Linked DNA regions of Danio rerio: region 2 is linked to region 1. The links are chromatin contacts, called in public HiCAR-type maps. All regions are on one chromosome and are shown on one strand. The core of a region is the stretch at or near the end of the contact, and the rest is flanking DNA. Distances in the headings are between cores, read along the strand shown.

The links. HiCAR-type assays count read pairs that join an accessible place to other places.
Region 2: a contact with region 1 is called in a HiCAR-type map of caudal fin, with 2.8 times the contacts expected there. The contact joins the promoter of mapre2 here to the promoter of ube2v2 in region 1. A contact is called at or near these places in 2 of 4 datasets of contacts at active chromatin or transcription factors (caudal fin and embryo).

What each region holds. Positions count from the first base shown.
Region 1 is chr24:39,246,265-39,254,092 of GRCz12tu, forward strand. ube2v2 (ubiquitin-conjugating enzyme E2 variant 2) reads right to left here and starts at 4,929. Exons shown (of 4, transcript NM_213515.1): 1 at 4,892-4,929; 2 at 821-969. The coding sequence starts at 4,907. mcm4 (minichromosome maintenance complex component 4) reads right to left here. Exons shown (of 17, transcript NM_198913.2): 16 at 7,773-7,828; 17 at 7,154-7,677. The coding sequence ends at 7,585.
Region 2 is chr24:39,433,798-39,441,625 of GRCz12tu, forward strand. It overlaps mapre2 (microtubule-associated protein, RP/EB family, member 2), which reads right to left and starts at 3,077. Exons shown (of 8, transcript NM_001109702.1): 1 at 2,851-3,077. The coding sequence starts at 2,975.

The DNA of each region.
Region 1 (7,828 bases), core at 3,679-6,178:
ATTTATTTGTTTGTTTTGTACATGTAACATTTAATTCCATTAAGGTTTTAACGCAACACCTATTAACATTAATGAATATAAAGTCCTATCATTTCTATAAGTCACGATAGAATGATTTAAAACTTATATTTGGGATAAAAAATGACCTCAACAAAGAACGAAAGACCTAATTTTGAGCCCAAAACTAGACTAAATAATTTTCAGCCCAACTAAGAATGTAAACAATTACATGAATCACTGAAGCAGGTTTGCGCAGCAGTATTGTTTTTTTTCATAGCCTGATTCTTTATCTTTAATCTACAGCTGTCATGTGTCAGGCTGAATGGCATGATGAGGGCAGGTTGTTTACTAGTGACCAAAACTCGTCACTCACGCCATTACATAACTGCACAAAAACTGAAATGCAACACAAAAATAAATAAAAATAATAACATTGCCTGAAAATGTAATAATGTTTCCAGATGGCTGATTAATATTGTCACTGAACTGCCATAATGACCTTATCCTTCAATGCGGAAGAGTGCTCGTTTTTGCGATTGTTTTAGAACGCAAATGGAAGAAATGACTAGGAATAATAAACGGCAGAAAACGGTCAAACTGCTTGCTCTATAAACAAGTGTGTTCATGACTATACATAATTAGTAGAATAATATGACAAGAAAATATCAGTTTGCAACATGAAACAGCAAAACAAGCAGTTTTTAACGTCTAGAAATCAATGGAAGTGAGAGCGGAAGTCGAGCCTAAGAGACTCCAATGGCTGCACGCACTCATACGTGAAGAATAAGGTCAAATAAACGAGTTTCAACAGCAAACATACTCGTGCAGGTCCGATGATCATGCCCGTCCACCGTGTGAGAGTCATGTCCTCGTCATCCTCCAGACCCCAGCTCACCGTCCCATCTCCAACACCCTTCTGTCCTTCCTCAAGCTCTTCCAACAAACGAAAATTACGAGGGACTTTAACTCCTGCAGGAAATGATAAAAACAAACATCTGTGGTTTACATTTGAAGTAGGGCTGCCCAATATATTGTTTCAGCATTGATATAGCAATGTGCGCATCCGCAATAGTCGCATCATAAGATGTGCGATGTTGAGTTAGGATTATAATTAACTAAAAATCACAGTCCAGTTCACATGATTTGTTGAGTTATTGTGAATTTCAATCATAAATAATTTGTGTGAAAGATTTTTACTCAGATGTGTTTTTAAGCCCTATCACCGAAAGATTTAAAACAAATTCAAGAACAAGGAATTATGAAGTTGCCAAATGAAGACGGTGTTATTTTAGATTTAAGAATTGAATTTATTTACCTCAATATTGCAATATTCCACCAAAAACCATAAAGCATTGTTTAATTAGTATTTAATCGTGCTTTAATTTCTTAATTAGATTTTTTTATATACTTTTGGATATTTTATGCAGATGCACTCTCCAACAAAATCATTCCACTCAATGTAAAACAATGTAAAAACTCTTCCCAAATATTTAATTGGGTAATATTGTTAAACTTTATTCATATTGCAATATTAATTTATTCATTCATTTTCTTTTTGGCTTGGTCTCTTTATTAATCCAGGGTTGCCACAGAGGATTGAACTGTCAACTTATCCAGTATATGTTTTTACACAGCAGATGCCCTTCCAGCTGCAACCCATCTCTGGGAAACATCCACATATTGCGATATTTTGTTTTTATAGGTTCGCGTTAATCATTGGAATATTCATACTCTGAAAATTACATAAGAAGGTAAAAAAAAGCTGATAAAATAACAGAAAATATCATCTTTTATGTATTCAATTAAATTAGATCACACTTTATATTAAGTGGCCTTAACTATTAGTTACTTGTGACAAATAATAAGTAAAATATAAAACTACTGTGGTCAAAAGGTTATGGACAGTTAAGGTCGCATGGGTAGGTTTAAGGGTAATTTAATGTGTAAGGATGGTCAACAGAGCAATTAAAAACTTAATTACAAATATACAGTTTAATATCAAAATAATTAAACCCCTTTTGAATTTTTTTCTTTTTAATTATTTCCAAAACAATGTTTAACAGAGCAAGGACATTTTCACAGTATGTCTGATAATAATTTTTTCTTCTGGAGAAAGTTTTATTTGTTTTATTTTGGCTAGAATAAAAGCTGATTTCAATTTTTTAAAAATCATTTTAAGGTCAAAATTATTAGCCCCTTTAAGCTATATTTGTTTTGATTGTCTACAAAACAAACCACCGTTATACAATAACTTGCCTAATTACCCTAACCTGCCTAGTTAACCTAATAAACCTAGTTAAGCCTTTAAATGTCACTTTAAGCTGTGTATAGAAGTGTCTTGAAAAATATCTAGAAAATATTATATAAATATATTTTTTAAATAAATCAGTTATTAAAAACAAGTTATTACAACTATTATGTTTAGAAATGTGTTGAGAAAAATCTCTCTGTTAAACAGAAATTAGGGGTAAAATAAACAGGGGGGGCTAATAATTCAGAGGGTTTAATAAATTTGGATTGCAACTGTAATAACAGATATAATTACATGAATATAATTTAAAAAATAAGCAAAATGTAAAACTACTTATGTGAAAAGTTATGGACATGTTTGTTGATTTTGGTAGGTTTAAGGGTAATTTCATGTGTAAGGAATGGTCAACAGAGTAATTAAAAATGTAATTACAGAAATGAATTACAGATATAATTACATGAATATAATTTTAAAAATAAGCACAATGTAAAACTACAGTGGTGGAAAGTTATGGACAGGTTTGGTGGTATGGGTGGGTTTAAGGGTAATTTAATGAATAAGGAATGGTCAATGGACTAGTTAAAAATGTACGTACAGGTATAATTACATGATTTTTTATAAGTACAATGTAAAATCTTGTATGTGCACAATAGGTGCATTTTACAAAATGATTAATTTTAATGTAAATGCATAGTAATCAGAGCCACTTAATTGCTAGGGCCGCTTAAAAGCTTAATTTATTATTAAATGCATGCATTAATGCTCATGGTTCATTCAGTTTAATTTGACCAGTGAATTCCTATGATTAAACATTAAATAAGAAATTTAGCTTTTAATTGTGCTACAGATTTTATTTCTTGAGTTTATTTTAAATCAGTTATATTTAACTTGTTATATTTTCAAGGTTTTTTCCAACCGAAATCATTTTCTAGCATATTATTTCACTGAAAGTGCTAGTAAAGTACTTTTAACAGAGTTCCGGATCTCATTTAAAATGAAACTAACATGTTTCCATCTTTGGGGACAAGCAAAACATCTTAAGGGACATGTGATGCACTGAAGGAGAAAAATAATTGAAATTTGAACAAAACATTGAGTGTATGATGCATTTGCCTATTACCTTCAAACTATATAAAACAGAATAAAGCTAATAATGCAAGCTTGCATGAAACAAATCAGAAAACAAATCCCAAAACTGAGCTATTGCAAATATGAATCAGAGTAGAAGTTCACCGTTTTCAGACACTACAGGGATGGAAAAGTGGAGAGACAAGATTTGCAAGTTCAGGTGAGAGTGTAAAGGAGAGACCGATTACTCTTTTGTGAGTGATTCAGGAAATGACACCCATGGCGCTCTATCACCGTTTCTCACTTCCTCAAAAATCGCAAGTTGGCCTGCACAAGGCTAAGCTCAACACATTTCTGACAAAACATGCATATATTTAATACATGCAAAACTTTAATATTACAAGTAAAACACACACTCCAAATATTGACATATCTAAATTGTGCAACCATGAAAGCCTGTTAAAATGCAATAAATTGTTGTCAAATTTAAAATGCATTAAAATGTGCTATTTACATACAAGCTGTAAATGTGAGCTGATCTATGATCCTCACACTACACTGTTATTTACAGCTTCAGTTAATAACAACAATTAAGCAAATTAATTAAAATAAGGATTAAAAACCCTAAAGTATGAATCAACTCTCCAAACTCTAAACTCTAAAATAATACTGAGGTAAAGTTGACTTTATATTCGCACATTCGTTCGTTTTAGAACAGTGACAACTTGACATGCTCCATATATTGTTTACCATGGTATATTCGGCCTGGAATCACATGTAAATATGACTTCAAAACAACATTAGCACTATTTCACTGACTGTGAACAATGTTTCTTTAAAAGTCGTTGGCTGCTAAAATGATCTCACGGTTTAGATTTTTACAAAGAACACATTTGTACATTTTTAATATTAAGGAGGAAGTCCGAATTTGCGAATATAAACCCAACTTTACCTCAATAAACGTAACTAATGCAGATGTTTGTGAAACGGCTTCACGTTCAATTCTATGCGGTTATGCACCAATAAAAAAATGTATTACACAATCACGACGCACTTCTAAAAAAGACGTCTGATCCTTAACAGTTTTAAATGAATCTGACAAGCTGTATTAACATGTTTAAGTGGCGTTTTAGCACTTAAATGTGAGTTGCAGGCCCGTTTTGTCATGACTCTGGAGATAACCAGCAGAAACACGCGCGTCAACGCTCCGCCTCGCCTCACTTTTGCACTGATACACCCGCCCAACTGCAATACAAAACATTTAAACTTGGATTTAACGCTATATAACTCCATAATTAAATGAGCTGTGTGACTTCATTATTAAATAGATGCTAACATGAAATAAAAGAGTCGTTATTTTTAAACTAAGGGTCTATTTGAGGGCCGTTAGCTCGATGCTAACACACACAGTTAAACTGCACACAGATGTGTTACATGAAGTAAATAAAGGCGTTCGCGCATGGTTAATCTCAGTGAAAATGTCCGTGCGTTTGTGTGGAACGAGCTCGGCTATTTTGTTGTGAAAATAAGTCAGCGGAGGGGCGCGAGGATTGAAGAAATTGTCAGACAAACCTGAGGAGGCCGCCATCTTCTCCTGCCCGAATCCAAAAGCGTACGAAAGCGTGACGTCGGCGCGTCATGTGACTAATGACGCACAGTGCTGTAGCAAGACATAAAGGGGTGTGGCTCCACTGCAAAGATTTATTTTTACCAAATATATATTTTATATATCAGCAGAGCTTAAATCTGACATCTTTTATCAGCATTTCATATTGGCGCATTTTCATCACTACGTCTTAAAAGTTTCACTGTTTCATGTGAAGGAACTTAAAGAGAAAATAAAATAGTATGGTAATAAATACACTAATAGGCAACTTTATTAGGTACACTTTACTAATACCGGGTTGGACCCCCTTTTGTCTTCAGAACTGCCTAAATCATTCTGGCAACAAGGTACTAAAAATATTCCTCAGAGATTTTGCTCTATATTGACATGGTAGCATCACGCAGTTGCTGCAGATTTGTCGGCTGCACACTCATCTCCTGTTCCATCACATCCCAAAGGTGCTCTGTTGGATTGAGCTCTGGTGTCTGTGGAGGCCATTTGAGTACAGTGAACTCACTGTCATGTTTAAGAAACCAGTCTGAAAGGATTCACGCTTTATGACATGGCACATTATCCTGCTGGAAGTTGCCATCAGAAGGTGGTCATACTGTGGTCATAAGGGGATGGACATGGTCAGCAACAATACTCAGGTAGGCTGTGGCGTTGACACAATGCTCAATTGGTACTAATGTGTCCAACTTGTGATAAAAAAATATTCCCACACCATCACCACCAGCCTGAACCGTTGATACAAGCCAGGATGGATTCATGCTTTCATATTGTTGACGCCAAATTGTGACCCGACCATCCCAATGGCGCAGCAGAAATCAAGACTCTTCAGACCAGGCAACGTTTTCAAATCTTCTGTTGTCCTGTCGGCGTAACAGCCTATTGGTTAGTGCCGACATATGGTGCAGTAGCACGTCAGGGTGTCCCGAGTTCGAATACCGGCTCGAGAACATTTCCCAACCCTACCACTCTCTCTCACTTCACTTCCTGTCTCATTTCTGTCCTATATAATAAAGACAAAAAGGCCAAAAAAAAAAAAAAATAAAAAAAAAAAATAAAATATATATATATATATATATATATATATATATATATATATATATATATATATATATATATATATATATATATATCTTCTGTTGTCCAATTCTGGTGAGACTGTGTGAATTGTAGCCTGTTTCCTGTTCTTAACTGACAGGATTGGCACCCAGTGTGGTCTTTTGCTGCTGTAGCCCGTCTCAAGGTTGGACGTGTTGTGCATCCAGAGATGCTCTTCTGCATACCTCTGTTGTAAAGAGTGGTTATTTGAGTTACTGTTGCCTTACTATCAATTGGAACCAGTCTGGCCATTCTCCTCTGACATCAAGGCATTTGCACCCACAGAACTGCCGCTCACTGTATATTTTTCAGGCTATTGTCTGTAAACCCTAGAGATGGTTGTGCTAGAAAATCCCAGTAGATCAGCAGTTTCTGAAATACTCCAACAACCATGCCACGTTCCAAGTCACTTAAATCACCATTCGTCCCCTTTCTTGCTCAGTTTAAACTGCAGATCATCTTGACCATGTCTACATGCCTAAACACATATAGTTGCTGCCATGTGTTTTTCTGATTAGAAATTTACATTGAGCAGTTTGAGAGTGTACCTATTAAAATGGCCAGCATCCTTATAGTCAACCAAACCCTGCTACTTTAAAAATATTTTTCCACAGGAAAAAAAAAAATCAAGACCTCATCAGTAATTTGTATTTGGTCATTAATTCAAGAGTTCACACTTAGCTGATGATTGGTAATAAGCTAGTTTGGCATGCTGTCCCGGGAGAGAGCCCCGAGCTCAAGAGATCCTCGAGCCCGGAGCTCCCTCCCATTGCAGGGCGAGAGGGGAGTTTGAGCTCGGGTAGATCTCGAGATTCCCTGTGAGATTTTACTGTGAGGCCGCAGTGCTAGCCACTGGGCCGCCGTGCTGTCCTGTAGAAAAGAGGAGAAGGGGTGGAAGGGGGGATTCATCAAAACGAAGATGACTAAAGGTAAGATGTTTGGTTATTTATACTGGGTTAGGAATAGCCTGATTGGTGGTTCGTACATTAGCTTGACTCTGGGCCAGCCGTGTCAATCATAAGCACGTGATCCTCTCGAAATTAGTTTATGAATAAACTTCACTTAGTCTAAAAGTCCTAAAATAAAAAATCTTACGGCAAAGTAAACCAAACACACACAAATTAGAACAACCAGCTGTTTATTTCAGTCTTCAATTACTTTGCCATTGTAAAAAGAATCCATTTATATTAACCACATCGTTTATGTCAATGTTCAAACTCCTGCAGGATAATACGCAGTGTTTTTAATCCATTCATGTCATTATACACACTGTGAATTGTTTCATCTTCATCTTGTTTCTGCACCAGATATAAAGCGTTCTTTAATGTTTTCACTAACACCTCAATGGCTTTGGGTCAGAGAGCACATGCTTTGCATATTACCTATTTGCAAAACAACTAAACCACACACTATATACAAAATCTTTGTAAGAATAACAAAACTCATTTATTGTAACCAGAAAGGCTCCACACACTATTAACAACATTTGCTCGATAGAAAAAGCACAACAGGAAATGCAAGCAGCGAAAGAGGAAGCAGCAGAGTCAAAGATTTAGAGAAGCCGGACAGTTTTTCCTGTGACCGTCAGATAATCTTCATCAGCCAGAAGTCTGAGGGCTTCATCAAACATGTCCTTAGTGATGGCCTGAAACGAGAGGAAACATCATGTAAATCCATATATGTCTGAAGTTTAAGCGTGGGATCTCTGTAAATAGTCATTTAAGCTCATTTAAAGCATACCGCTTCCGACTGGCCACGGAGATCATCGAACAGCTGTTGGTACTTCATTGCTGGTG
Region 2 (7,828 bases), core at 1,827-4,326, 190 kb after region 1:
CTGTCAAACCTCCTCCCTATTTTACCTTAGTATAGTTTTGTGCGTGAAAAAAATGATGGCGTAAGGCTCAGACAGCATCACCAAACGTTAGGCTTGTGCCTACCGTAAACACCACCATAGGTTTGAGGTATATCCATCTCTCGCGGTCATCTTTTTGTAGCACAATTTGCAAATTGCCTCGTCCCCATTAAATAAATTATATTTAATCCTTGTCTCCTATTGACCTTATTCTAAAATGCGGAAGTGCGCCTGTTTTCGCGATTGTCTTAGAACTTCTGATTCAGTCGCCTATGGGAGAAATTACTAAGAATAATAACCGGCAGAAAACGGTCAAACTACTTGCTCTACAAACAAATGTTTGCATGACTATATAGACCAAGTAGAATAATATGATAAAGAAAATATCAAATTGCAACATCAAGCAGCGTAATGAGCAGTTTTTAATGTCTAAAAATGAATGGAAGTGAATGAGACCGGAAGTCTCGAGCCAAAAAGATTCAAATGGCAGCGCCCACTTGTCGGCGGAGAATAAGGTCAATATAAGTGCATTGTTTTGTATGATGGTATAATGGTATTGAAACTGATACCGTTGCTATTTTTTAGATCCAACGGTATATCATATTACCGCCCAAGCCTATGAGGACTAAAATCACCAAATAGCCTTAAACAATCACTAAATTCCCTACAGAATATTACGTTTACACACACACACACATGCACAAATACAATGTAAACGCATCAATCTTTCACATTGTAATAATCAATACACACTTTTAAAAGGCCTACTTTTTACGTATACTTTGAGTAATATTTACAACAGATACTTGTACTCTACTTACACTACATTTTAGGGCAATAAGTAATGGTACTTTTACTTGTGTATGATTGTTCTGTACTCTTTTCACCACAGCACAAAACACTAATTTTAATGAGTGGAAACTTTGTGGTAAGAAAATTTGGGTTAATAATGCAACAAATCTTTAGTGCTACCACTTTTGTTGTGCTAAAAAAATCACCTGGCCTCAATCACTAAATTCCCTACAGAATATTACGTTTTCACACACACATGCACAAATGCAATGTAAACGCATCACATCGTAATACTCACTACTCTGATTTAAAAGGCCTACTTTTTACTAATTCTTTGAGTAATATTAACAACATATACTTTTACTCTACTTACACTACATTTTAGGGCAAGTAATGATACTTTTACTTGTGTAAAATTGTTCAGTACTCTTTTCGCCACTGCTCAAAACACTAATTTTAGTGAGTGGAAACTTTGTGGTAAGAAAATTATGTCAATAATACAAAAAATCTTAAGTGCCACCACTTTTGTTGTGCAAAATAAAATTACCAAATAACCTTAATCACTAAATTCCCTACAGAATATTACGTTTTCACACACACACACACACGCACAAATGCAATGTAAAACGCATCACATCGTAATACTCACAACTCCCATTTAAAAGGCCTACTTTTTACAACATATACTTTTACTCTACTTGAACTACAATTTTTGGGGCAGATAATGGTACGGTTACTTCAATTACATTTTTCTGTATTCTTTCCAAGCACAATTTTATTGGGTGGAAACTTTGTGGCAAGACAATTGGAGTTAATAATACAACAAATCCTTTGTGCCACCACTTTTGTTGTGTGATACAAATCACCAAATGGCCTTATACAATCCCTAAATTCCCTACAGAATATTACGTTTTCACACACACATGGACAAATACAATGTAAACGCATCAGTCTTTCACATCATATTACTTACAATTCACTTTTTTACGCACAACTTTAATGAGCGGAAACTTTGTGGCAAGAAAATTAGGGTTAATAATCCACCAAATCTTGTGTGCCACCACTTGTAAGATTGTTTTGTATATATTCTTATGCAATACATTTCTATCGGTTCAATATTGGATTATAAACAGCACTGCACAACATGTATAAGAAAATAACCTAATGAAATCAACCAAATTAAGTCCGTTTTAAATCACTGCCAATTAAAAGATCAACCCCATTCCTTATGAATTCCCAGAACATCCTCTCCTCACTTCAATAATGAGCTGAGTTCCTCAAAGGAAAAGCCACATCTCTTATATAAGGCTCCCTTAAAATCCCTTCAGGATGACAAATCTTCCTCCCTAATAATTTCTCATGACTTTAATAAGCTTAAACACAGCAGACATTAGCGTTGTGCTTAAATAGCAGATTCATCTAAATTTAGCAGGAAAGATAAACAGTTTAGTGAGATGCTGGAATGAAGGGGGAGGGAAAGCAGCAGCCAACAAAATCAGTGTCAACAAAAGCCATCAACCCAAAACATGTTTCAAGACCCCCAAAACGCATGCAATCACATTTTTCACACATCCAGAGGGTATCAGCCGCTATTACGCACGACACGCAGTTAATCTTCACACATATTTGGGGATGAGATGGAATGAATTAGAGTACGCAATGGCTGACTGCTTAGTGAACATACATACAGGCCATGCACTGTCAAAACCTGGGAAAGCAGCCTGTCAGCGGACATCCCAGCACGTATCCATCCTAAATTATTCGACAAACATTTGGAGAAAACGCCCAAAGAATGAAAGCATACGCCAAAAAGCGTTTAATATGATTTTTAAGGGGTGCACCATCGGGGGAAACGCCATAGCTGCCACAGGAAAAGCCCCTCTGTTGGATAGAACGCAGGCATAATGTGAGTGGCTTTGGGAATGCATGGATTAAAACGGCCCGATTGTGATGTTTTAGGCTAAATGCATTGATTGAAGCTCGGATAAAGCGCTGGTTTTCTTTGTAAGCGGCCGGCGGATGGTAATAGCAGCGGTGTACCTGTAGGCGCGCTCTCCCCGCACTGTGTTCTTTCTGTAGGGAATGATGTTGGTGCCGTTGTTGTCCGGAATGATGTCGTTGTTGTTCTCTCCATTGGGGGACAGAGCTTGGGTCGGACCGGGCATTTGGCTCTGTGAAATACTCGAAAGGACGAGGAAAGGGACGTCGGGGCTGTTCCCTGCCGTCTGCCTGCTTGTTCTCAGTGTAAATCCCGAGTAAATGTATGTGTGTGTGTTTGTGTGTGTATGAATGTGTCTTCCACTCGACAGCGATCTCTCAGGTGAGTCGTGGAACTGCAGTCATGTGACTTTGGGAGGGGTGCTTCACATTTCAGCCTCCTAAGTACATCATTTGAAGTTTTATATGATTCTTCGTTGTAATTTGGTTTAACCTTATTGGTTTGACATGGGCAACTGGATTAAACAATGGATTTCGTTGTATATATTTGTCGAGACAATTTGGAGTACATCTGAACAACAAAAATGATTACCTGACTGAAAATTCTTTACTTATTTTACTAAAATGTTTCATTTATAAATGAAAAAAAAAAAAAACAGCTCCTCAATTTGACTCTGTCAATTTTGCCTCCTATATAAAGGCTTTGAAAATAATGTAGGATTTGTTTAATGACCATGATTTTGTTTAAGCCCTTACAAAGTTACTTTTTGATGTTTGCACTGTGTGTTGATTATTTTGTTAAGTTATTTTATACATTATGATATGATATATATTTTTTTTATTTTATGGCTTAGCATTTGATTCATGGCATACTGGACGTTTCTCAGTCAGTCTGAAAGGTTACATTAGCATTGAGTTTGGCCTAAATTGTTATGTTTTTGAGATATGATAAATGTATATTTATGAACGTAGTACACCTCAAAGGCCTCAAGTGTTTCCTCTTAAAGGGATAGTTTACCCAAGAATGAAAATTACCTCATCATTTATTCTCCCTCATGTCCTTCTAAACCTTTACGAGTTTCTTCTGTTCAACACAAAAAATGATATTTTGAAGTATGTTGGTTGTTGGCACCTATCAACTTCCCTAGTTTTAGTTTCTTACTATGGAAGTTTTTTCGTGTTTAACAAAAGAAATGTTTTTTTTTATATTGTCTTAAATCTTAAATCTATTGTCGTTAAATCTTCTATTGTCAAATATTGCCTTTATGAATTGTAACCTCAGTTTTCTGACCTAAGCTGACAGGAGTGGCACCCGGTGTGGTCTTCTGCTGCTGTAGCCCATCTGCCTCAAGGTTGGACGTGTTGTGCACGATGCTCTTCTGCAGACCTCGGTTGTAACAAGTGGTTTACTGTAAGTTACTGTTGCCTTTCTATCAGCTGGAACCAGTCTGGCCATTCTTCTCTGACCTCTGGCATCAACAAAGCATTTGTGCCCACAGAACTGCCACTTACTAGATATTTTCTCTTTTTCATCACACAGTTGCTGCCATGTGATTGGCTGATTAGAAACTTGCGTTTACAAGTGGCCTGTTAGATTACATACATAATAAGGTCATTGTGACTTCTCACAGTTCGGACTTTTCTTTTAATGCTGAATTTTTAACACAATTCTGGACATTTAAGTGAAAAAGAGAGTCATAATTATTTAGAAGGGCAATTGCGATGTAGCATAAATAACTAAACGTTTTCTTGAATATGTGTACGTTTCTTGAGAGTCACAATTCTAACGTTATATTTCAAGTCACCATAAACCGGAAGTTGCTGAGAGACTTTTATTTCAGTATGTTAACAGTTAAAGTACGTTCAACTGAAACGGAATATTGAGGAAGGGGGCGGAGCTTTCTTTTTGCACATCATTCCATTATTGCAAACTACTGGTAAGAAGGGCAAGGTTAAGAATATTGTGGCTGAAGCGTCAAACTGATGCCAAAAGAGAAGCACCGCCACACCAAACACAAAAGCAGATGCTCAGACATTGAAGAATAACAAAACCATATTTTGGTGGATTAACTTAGCACAAAATAGTAGTTCACCTAAAAAAAAACAATGTACGCTAGCTAAATAAACACTTTAAACTCACAATTAAGGGTGCGGGGTGTAAGGGTGTATGTTAAATTATCTCTGAATTCTGAAGTAAAGTTAAAGTTGTTTTAGAACTCAAAAGTCAAAACTGTGAAACAAAAAGTCATAATTACCTTGTTTAGACACAAGATTCCATACATACTAGCTATTATCTCATGTAGAAGGGAAAAAAAGTGAGCTAAAAGTTCAGAAATATGTAAAGTGTTGACGCAGACATTCCATTAAACTGCTTATCTTACCGCTACATTTTGATGAATCTACTTTTTGCTCGCAACTAATGTATGAAATGAATTCAGCGTCATGTTTAAAAGTTATTATCGTCCTTATAGGAAGACCAAATACAATTGATTAGAATTAAACATTCATAAAAACAAATCTTCAGCATATTATAATGATTCTTGAAAATGATGCAACAAAGACTGGGGTAATAATGATACAATAAAATTCCCCTTTGCATAACAGGAATGAATAAAAATTGTACAAATATTAAAATAGAAAATAGTATTTTAAATGATATAAATACACTCACAGGCCACTTTATTAGGTACACCCGTCCAACTGTTTGTTAATGCAAATTTATAATCTGCCAATTACATGGCAGCAACTCAGTGCATTTAGCTATGTAGACATCAAGAAGATATGCTGCAGTTTAAACCGAGCATCTAAATGAAGAGGAAAGGTGATTTAAGTGACTTTGAAAGTGGCATGGTTGTGCTGCCAGATGGGCTGGTCTAAGACTCTAAGTATTTCAGAAACTGCTAATCTACTGTGATTTTCACGCACAACCATCTCCAGAGTTTACAGAGAATGGTCTGAAAAAGGGAAAATATCCAGTGAGCGGCAGTTCTGTGGGCACAAATGCCGTGTTGATGCCAGAGGTCAGAGGAGAATGGCCAGACATGTTCCAACTGATAGAAAGGCAACAGTAACTCAAATAACCACTCGTTAAAATTGAGGTCTGCAGAAGAGCATCTCTGAACACACAACACATCCAACCTTGAGGCAGATGGGCTACAGCAGCAGAAGACCACACCGGGTGCCAATCCTGTCAGCTAAGAACAGGAAACTGAGGCTACAATTCCCACAGGCTCACCAATATTGAACTAAAGAAGATTGGAGAAACGTTGCCTGGTCTGATGAGTCTTGATTTCTGCTGCGACATTCAGATAGTAGGGTCAGAATTTGGCGTCAACAACGTGAAAGCATGGATCTATCCTGCCTTGTATCAATGGTTAAAGCTGGTGGTGGTGGTGTAATGAATCATCTCAGACTGATTTCTTGAACATGACAATGAGTTCACTGTACTCAAATGGCCTCCACAGTCACCTGAATTCAATCCAATAGAGCCCCTTTGGGATGTGGTGGAACGGGAGATTCGCATCATGGATGTGCAGCCGACAATTTGGCTGTAACTGCATTATGCTATCATGTCAACATGGAGCAAATCTCTGAGGAATATTTCCAGTACCTTGTTGAATCTATGCCTTGAAGGATTAAAGCAGGTCTAAAGGCAAAAGAGAGTCCAACCCAATACTAGTAAGGTGTACTTAATAAAGTGGCCGGTGAGTGTATATTTAAGAATATTACACATTTTTTTGCATTTCTGATAAACATAAAAACAGGTCTGGTCAGCAAAAGAAGATTTTTTTAAGAAGAAAAAATATCACTAACTCCAAACTATAAATCTCAAGCCAAACATGAATATGTAATGCTTTATAAATTCTAGATATGTGGGTATTTATGTGACGTGCCAGCCAGGGGCTCATTTTTCTTCACTGCACTGCAAAGAAGGCCGTGATTTAATTCATTATATACACACACAATACACCATGTTTAAACAAGGCTCTTGTGAATGTATTTAGTGTGACATCTTTACAACCCAGTCTCACTCCAACCAATCAAACCTGTTTTTTTAGAGTCAAAACAAAGAGATAAATGATCTGAAATCGGTCCACCAGGTCATGACATTAGTGAGGTTATTTATGCTTTCCTCCTGCTTCAATAAAACACAACTAATGGTTCAATTTACAGCCTGTTTAAGCTCTAGAAAAGATCTTATTGTGGTAAAAAAAAAGGTTGATGTTTTATATTATAGCTATAATTAGCATCGCATTTGACGTTATTTAAGATAATCTTTAGCTATAAGGTATTTACTCCAACATATCCGACATTAAAATGCTGTCATATTCAAGCTAATCATTAAAAAACTTCACTGAAGACTGAAGAAACATAAGCAATATACATATGCAGCATCAATAAATCAATCGGCTGATAATGCAATTGATTACTGTATTAATCAATAGTTCATAAAGAGTTCAGAGTATTCCACAACGTTTTGAACTACAGGCTTTAAAGTACACATGAAATCAAAACTAGGCTCATTGATTTTGTTTGCTCACATTGCTAGCTCTGTTGGTAACACTTCATCTGTGCAAGTCATTAAGAAAAAAATTGAAATCTGAAAATGCACTTCCTGTTTGTTTTCAGTTCAATTTTGAGATTACGTCAGTCTGAGGTGCTGGGCTAACATACTTAACCACGCCCCTCCAGCTGTCAGTTTTGACGACAAATAGTAATGGTGAGGATGAGGTATCTGTTAGGTTGTAATAACTCTCCCCAACGCCTTTTCCCAATCTTTCTGTATGAAATACGCCTACGTTACCATATCCAATCGCTCGCGGTAGAAAAAAAAAAAAAACAAGCCACACTTACTGTTTTCTCATTTAATATTCTGTCTCTCTAGGAACTGCTTCACAATACAAGAAATATTTCCAGTCCATGCAGACCTTTTAAAGCCTTTTTTGGCAAAGTTGTACTCTGCAGATCAATTTTTAAAAATGCAAATAAAGAAACTGCACTATAACCTTTGTTGTGAATTAGGGGTGGGCAATGTCGACTAATTTGGCATCATATGATGTCTAATGTGACATCACAATGG